Regions from separate parts of the Sus scrofa genome. Here region 2 is linked to region 1. Evidence: chromatin contacts called from public Hi-C data. All regions are on one chromosome and are shown on one strand. The core of a region is the stretch at or near the end of the contact, and the rest is flanking DNA. Distances in the headings are between cores, read along the strand shown. Region 1 holds the start of SLC40A1 (solute carrier family 40 member 1). Region 2 has its middle 46 kb from the start of SLC40A1.

Region 1 (3,742 bases), core at 984-3,483:
GGAGATAGAAACTGGCCTTCTAAAAAGCCATCTTTGAAGTATTTCTTAAAGAGCTGATAACCTAGTTTAATAATTTCCCAAGGGCATCGGTACAGATTTCCTCATACAATAGTTTGCATTTATGCCTTAAGGATGATCTAATAGAAGTTTTCAATTTAAAAAGAAAATAACATTCACAAACTTTACTCTCAAAAGTCTTTCTCTTTACTATGGTTCCTTTAAATGTCATATATGAGGCATGAATAGAGTATACTCAGATTTGTTGCTTGTAAACAATTAGACTGGTTATTTAATTGAAAAATATTCTAATCAGCATTAATTAAATATAAATCCAGCATCCTCTGGGATTATTCTTTTGGATTGGTAGGTGTTGCTGAAGGTTCACAGGAACCCTGGGACTCTTCCAAGACCACATAAGAAGTCAGAGGGATAATTATGAATTAGTTGCTGATTTTCTTGGATAATGGCTTTTACGATAGGCTGAGATGCCCCGCACTTATCTACCTGAAGATAACATTTTTAAAGACCAGAATTTTCATCACTCAGATATTTGCTCTTGGGGTGAATCATATTTAAATTACTCTTAGAATGCTATTCTTAGCCTAAGCCAATCACTGCACTATTATACTGTATTTTCATAGTGCAGTATGCTGGAACTCATAGGGTTTGTTTGTTTGTTTGCTTTGCTTTTTATGGCCACTCCTGTGGCATATGGAAGTTCCCAGACTAGGGGTAGAATCAGAGCTGCAGCTGTCCACCTACACCACAGCCACAGCAAAGCAGGATCTGAGCTGCACCTGCGACCTACACTACAGCTCAGGGCAACGCCAGATCTTTAACCCACTGAGCAAGGCCAGGGGTTGGGTTTGTTACCAGCTGAGCCACAGTGGGAATTCCTGGAACTTATAGTTTTAACGAAAGAAGAAAATAGAGAAATATCTTCAAATGTGAAAAAACTGAAGGTCCATGACATATCCCTTCATTCTCAGTGGCAGATATTACCATTTATTAAGCCTTTTATAATGCAAAATACATTTTAACAAACAATACCATTAATGCTGCCCTTGTTAATCGTGTCTTTGGATAGTTGTCAATCTACACAAAGTGTGACAATTCAATAATTAAATAGCATTTGCTAACACCTTTGGGAAAACATCTTTGGTGAAAATAACTTTTTCGTGAAAGCATGTGTGTTGGTTGATTTGTTTCTTTAGCTGCATGACAAAACTGGAGGATGGCTTAATACAATTGGACCAAATGAAAGGAAATAAGAAATTGTGCAAGTATGTTGGAAGAACTACTGCAGATTTTCACTTACCCAAGTAGATAGAGAATGACCAAGGTAGAGAAGGAATTTTGCAGAGGTCAGGTAGTTTGCTAAGGATCCTGCAAAGACACACAAGGGGTGAGATAAAAAGCATAGTTAGTCACTTGAGTGAGCTGAGGTTGGAATGCTTATTCATTTGCTCTTATTAAACATAATTATTAAAATCCACTTTGTGCAGTAAATCACGAATATTTTATTAAGTCACCTAGACACTGATGGGTTGATTAAAAATGCAGCATGACTTGTTGATCAATAAATAACTGCATAACTTCACATACAATAAAACAACCTCTTGTTTTCAACATTTTTAAACTCCATTTCATTTTTAATAAGGCAATCCAAATTGCCCAGTCTACTCCATCCTTGCCTGTGTACAAGCCCCTTTCCCCATACCTTGAAATTCCTTTCTTCCTCAACCTCCACCAAAACAAGAGTCAAAGGAGCTACAAAGCACTCCGGTTAACAGCTGAGCCACATTCCTCCAACACCTGCTTGGAGCTGCGGGTCTCCACTGCATTGGTTCAACTCACCACAGCATCCTCCCTGGCGGTTTTGCTCTCTTGCCCTGGTCATGACACAAGGCGACCCCCACTCGTTCTTTTGCTGCTACCGCTGCCGCTGTTGCTCTTGCGGAGATGCTTGTTAGCAGGAATGCAAGGAACTGAAGAGAGCACCTCTGAAAACACAACAGCTTTGTGCAAAAAGACCGAGACAACTGTAGCAAAAACAAAAAAAGGAAAACGGCCCCGGGGTCTTCTTTAGGTCTTCTTTCCAAACTTAGCTAACACTGTAGCTGAAGTTGGAAAGGCAAAGCCTTATGGAGGCGGGTGGGAGGCTCAACAGGCGTCCGAACCGCGTCGGGTGCCCTGTGCCGCCGCCGCTGCCGCCGCCGCCGCGGGCCCGGCCCAAGCCCAGCACTTATACGGGGCCGGGGCGGGGCTCCCGCCGCCACCGCCTCTTGGGCCGCCCCCTCCCTTTCAGAGCCACCCGGGCGTCCCCGCGGCGCGAGGCCCGGGGCCAAGCCGCCTTCCACGCCCTTCTCGGGAGTCGCCGCCAGTCCGCGGCGCTAGCATTCGACTGGCTGCAAACAAGCTGCGGGCCTGCTGCGACCTTCCCCGGGTTCGCTCCACTCGCCGGGTTTTCCTTCCTCCGGGAGGCCGCGAGAGGGGCTGAGGGAGGCCAGGCGACCGGGAAGGGCAGGACCGGGAGCCTGGCGGGCGGGGAGATGCATGCCCCAAGCCCGGGTAGGGGCTGCGGGGCTGCGCTTCGCACAGGCTGCCTGGCCGACTCGGGAAGAGGGCGGCCGCCAAAGGTGGTCGTGCAAAACTCCAGGCCCGGCTTGGGGGGGGGGGACATCTTTTTTTTTTTTTTTAAACGAAAATCACTTTTAATATAAGTAGCTAAATAAACATAGTCCATGTCACAGAGGCCGCTTTCCTGGCCTTCCCATTCCGGCCCGCCTGCGGAATGTCTTCTTCCCAGGACTGCGTAGCGGGGCTTCCCTCAAAGAACCAGAATTAAGGGCCAGGAAGGGGCGCAAAGATCAGGGTCCAGACCTCTTCAGAGGAGAAAATGGAACCCTATAAGGGTTAAATCCCGCAGTGACTTAGGAACCCAGCCACCAGCCTAGAACTCGGGTCTCTGAATCCTTCCTGGAGATACAACCAGGAGGAAACGGCGCAAGCATCTCCTTCACCATCCTTCCTTCTCCCTCAGCTCCCTCTGGCCCCCGCCCGCACCTGCGCGTCGCTTCCTTCCCCACCTCTCCTCCAAATGGCCTAGAAACTGGCAGGCAGTTACTAGGAATACCGGTTATCCCAGTTGTATCCCAGTCCCGATACATCCATTCGGTGTCCTGGAAGTTCAGGTGAAGGACGCTAAAGAATACCAGACTTGAACCTTTACTGACTTTTCCATCCCCACCCCTACCTCCTCTATGCGAAAGCCCCCGTAGCTCGTTTAGCCCCCCCGGTTACCTTACCCTTCTCAATCTCACCGAAGCTCCGGGACTGGATCCTACACATTGAAACTCCAACTAGATTCCACACCCTAAACACAGGCCCGACGGTCACCTAGTAATGAAGGGAGACACACGTGAATATATGCCCTGTATCTAGACTCTCGATCAGGAGCCCCAGAGGTCGACGGGCGGGGTGCAGCTGGATTCGGTTGGGATGTGGTCTGGAGGTCAGAGATAGAGGATTTACACTTTAGCTACTGCTGTTAACTTTTATCCTTCTCAAGCCCTCTTTTTTCCTTTCTTTCACATTTTCACGTCCTTTCTCTTCAGTCCTAGAGAGGTTGTGGTCTGTCCTCTAAAATTAGAGAATAGGGTCGTGTGTCCACAAGTCCTTGAGACGTAAACCAAGGCACCCTCATATGAGGCACCTACAGAAGGAGGGAACTGGCAAATTA
Region 2 (3,818 bases), core at 364-2,863, 46 kb after region 1:
GATGCCACACAAATTTTACTGTCTATTAACTAAATATTCAGGCTTCTGTTCCTTTCTAGATACAGAAAGAATTTTTTCTTTCTTAGCTCTTTAGTTTTTAAAATTCCTAAAAATTAATCTTTTGTCTTTTAAGTCCTATGATTGAAGGACAAAGCAGCAAAATTCCAACATTATCTGTTTAAAAACTACCATCATAACTTAATTATCTTAGAACGGAAGTGTCTACTTTTTAGGAAGTCAGATTTCTCAGGACCTCAAAATGAGATGGATTTTTATTTTCTAGAATGGCTTTTTTCCACTACTATCAGACACAGGGAATGGATTCGATGACCTCTAGGATCCCTTTATATTACGGCAGTTCCAGGATTCTATATTATCTAGAGCTCCCAAATGTTCCTATTACACATTTCACTGACAGATCATTAAAACTATACATTGTGGAAGATTTTAGCAGTTCATCTTTTAAATTTCCTGACACATTTAAAATATAAAATATGTGCCAAGAACATTTACATACTGTCCAACTTAAGAGCTGAGATCCCATCACCTTGTGCAAATATGTCTAAGAAGGTGCTCAGCATATCAATAATTATTTCAAGTGAATTAATGAATATTGTTATGTTAAATATCCAGAGTTAGAGATTCTTATTAGAAAAATTAGTAAAATTATTGTGCTGGTCTCTCCCAAATTAAAGAGGACTCTGTGAGGCTATTGACAACCTGCAGATTTTAAAAATTATTTTCGCATGTAAGAATGGCTTTTTTGTTTGTTTGTTTGTTTGCCTTTCCTGGGCCGAACCCAGGCATATGGGAGTTCCCAGGCTAGGGACTGAGTTGGGGCTACAGTTGTCAGCCTACACCACAGCCACAGCAATGCAGGATCCAAGCTGCTCCTGTGACCTACACATCAGCTCACGGCAACACTGGACCCCAACCCACTGAGTAAGGTGAGGGATGGAACCCGCATCCTCATGGAAACTAGTCAGATTTGTTTCTGCTGCATCACAAAGGGAACTCAAAGAATGGCTTATAATTTAAAATATATAAAAGACAGAAAATAGAATCCTTTGCTATTGATTGCTACATCACAGGTAAAGCAATGACTTAAATGTTATTGACAGCATTAGCAGTCTATATAGAAATCTTCCCCAAGATGTCTCTTCTGCATCATTCAGAGCATATAAATTATCTTCTACTATTTTCATATCTCATTTCTTTTTACTTGTGATACTTCTTAGCAAGCATCACAAAATGACGAAGCTTTTTGTTTTTCTGTTTTGTTGTACTAAATGATTAATTTCTAGCCTTTTGGGTCAGGGTTTTTGGGGAAAACATTATGCTCCTCTTCTAAAGCTAAGTTCTGTTTCAATGTGTTTTCAAACGTGTGTCTTTTGGAAAGCCCTTTCAAAATTAAAAACAGATGGTGAAAAAAGCTCTTTGTCTGAGACCAAACTAAAACTGCTGAAAGTCTGACTGCAGTTAGGTAAAAATAACAAAATTTCATGTTAAAAGCTGACTTTTAGGAAAAGTATTCCATTTCGTTTGGAAAGACCGTCAGAATTCCTTCTGACTGGCTCATAGGGTACAATTATAATCTATCTCTTTCCTTGCTTTTGAAAGGGATCATCGATCATGAAATGGGAAAAAAATGCATTTTTGGATCTACAGAAACTTTCTAATTCATTGATCCAATAAATGCTATTTCTGTCTTCTCAGACACTATTCCAGATGCCAGCTATAATTAGTGAACTAGATATACAAGTTCCCAACCCTGCAGGCTTTATAGTCTCAAACCAAAAATATAATTACAGATTGTGGTAAGTAACATGCAGGAAATAGAAAGGGTTTATGATAAGTAGTAGTGGGGAAAGAGAACCACTTCAGATCGGGTCATCAGGAAAATCCCCTCTGGACAGCTATATTGATCAGAACTCTTTATGTTATAAATAACAACTATAAAATAACAAACCAGGAATTCCCGTCATGGCTCAGCAGTTAGCGAAACTGACTAGCATCCATGAGGGTACAGGTTCAATCCCTGGCCTCACTCAGTGGGTTAAGGATCTGGTGTTGCCGTGAGCTGTGGTGTAGATTGCAGATCCTGCATTACTGTGGCTGTGTTATAGGCTGGAGGCTACAGCTCTGATTGAACACCTAGGCTGGGAACCTCCATATGTGGTGGGTGTGGCCCTAAAAAGACCAATAAATAAATAAATAAATAAATAAATAAATAAATAAATAAAATGACCCAGCAATCCCACTCTTGGGTATATATCCAGACAAAACTTTCCTTGAAAAAGGCACATGCACCCGCATATTCACTGCAGCAATATTCACAATTGTGAAAACATGGAAACAAGCTAAATGTCCATTGAGAGATGAATGGATTAAGAAGATGTGGTATATATATGCAATGGAATACTACTTAGCCATAAAAAAGAACAAAATAATGCCATTTGCAGCAACTCTCGTACTAAATGAAGTAAGTCAGAAAGAGAAAGGCAAATACCATATGACATCACTTATATCTGGAATCTAATATACGGCACAAATGAACCTTTCCACAGAAAAGAAAATCATGGATATGGAGAACAGACTTCTGCTTTCCAAGTGGGAGGGGGAAGGAGTGGGATGGATTGGGAATTTGGGGTTAATAGATGCAAACTATTGCTTTTGGAATGGATAAGCAATGAGATCCTGCTATATAGCACTAGGAACTATATCTACCCACTTATGATGGAGCATGATAATGTAAGAAAAAAGAATGTATACATGTATGTGTAACTGGGTCACCTTGCTGTACAGTAGAAAATTGACAGAACACTGTAAACCAGCTATAATGGAAAAAATAAAAATCATTATAAATGAAAAAAAGCAAAAATAAATAAATTAATTAATAAGCAACCAAAATCTGGCTTAAATAATAAAGATAATTTATTGACTTGTCTGGAAATAGGTCTAATTTCCTGCAGGGTTTGGTCTAGCAGCTCAAAGTCCTTCTGGAAGATCTTTGGCCTGCCTCCCTCCTTTGCTTTCCTCACTGATGAAGTCATGCATGGGTTCCACATTGTTGCTGCCCTCCACTCCTTACCCCAGCACCACTCCCCACCTTAGTACACAAATATGCTCCCATTCACGAGCATAACCACTATTCAGGAATCTAGGCAAAGCGGGAGGTCTCTTCCAAAAGATTTCAAAGAATAGAAAGGAACTTTTCTTTCTCAGAAACGCTAATAATTCTCTTTTCACATCTCCTTGGCTCTGGTTGGGTTACAGGCCTGTCCTGGGATTGGCATTGAAGTCAGGATAATGGAATATGCTTATTAGCTTAAGCCAATGGGGACCACACCTGGAGCTGGACCTGGGGTCCATTCCACCTAAACCACAAGCTTAAAAGTCGGGTGGGGGGGAACTCCAGAGGAAAATTGGGTCACTCTTTCACCAAGAAAAAGGCTGGATGGATGGATGTTGAGTATAAAACAGCAGATGCCTCTATAAAGAAATGACATTTAAGTTGAAAGTTGAAGAAGCCAGCCATGTGATAAGCCAGTGAGGCAGGGGTCCATGCACAGGCAAGAGCAAATGAAAAGGTCCAAGGCAGAAAAGAGCTTGGCATGTTCAAGAGACAGAAAGTATAGGTATTTATAAAATAGGTCATTACTAAGCTAGGGTATTTAATCAAGAAACTTTCTAACTACAAAAGACAACTGAGTGGAAATATATCAACTCTACATTGAGTCTGCTTTCTCACAGTCATATATTTTCCCTCATATAGTAAATGGCTTCACATGAGCTATTTCAACAATATGATAATATGG

The links. A called contact is a pair of places that touch in the nucleus more often than the background predicts.
Region 2: a contact with region 1 is called in a Hi-C map of embryonic fibroblasts, with 2.1 times the contacts expected there. The contact joins the enhancer-like site here to the promoter of SLC40A1 in region 1. A contact is called at or near these places in 1 of 5 promoter capture datasets (fetal liver) and 9 of 47 Hi-C or Micro-C datasets (blood, embryonic fibroblasts, fetal liver and 4 more).

Annotation. Positions count from the first base shown.
Region 1 is chr15:94,159,560-94,163,301 of Sscrofa11.1, forward strand. SLC40A1 (solute carrier family 40 member 1) reads right to left here and starts at 2,234. Exons shown (of 8, transcript XM_003483701.4): 1 at 1,858-2,234; 2 at 1,319-1,386. The coding sequence starts at 1,900.
Region 2 is chr15:94,206,263-94,210,080 of Sscrofa11.1, forward strand. No RefSeq gene overlaps it. Among named protein-coding and RNA genes, the nearest start is that of SLC40A1, 46 kb to the left of the region's middle. Within about 2 kb of position 1,614, at least 2 of the 83 cell types and tissues checked have an H3K27ac peak or open chromatin away from gene starts, as enhancers often do. A contact at or near this core is called in embryonic fibroblasts, where this site is marked.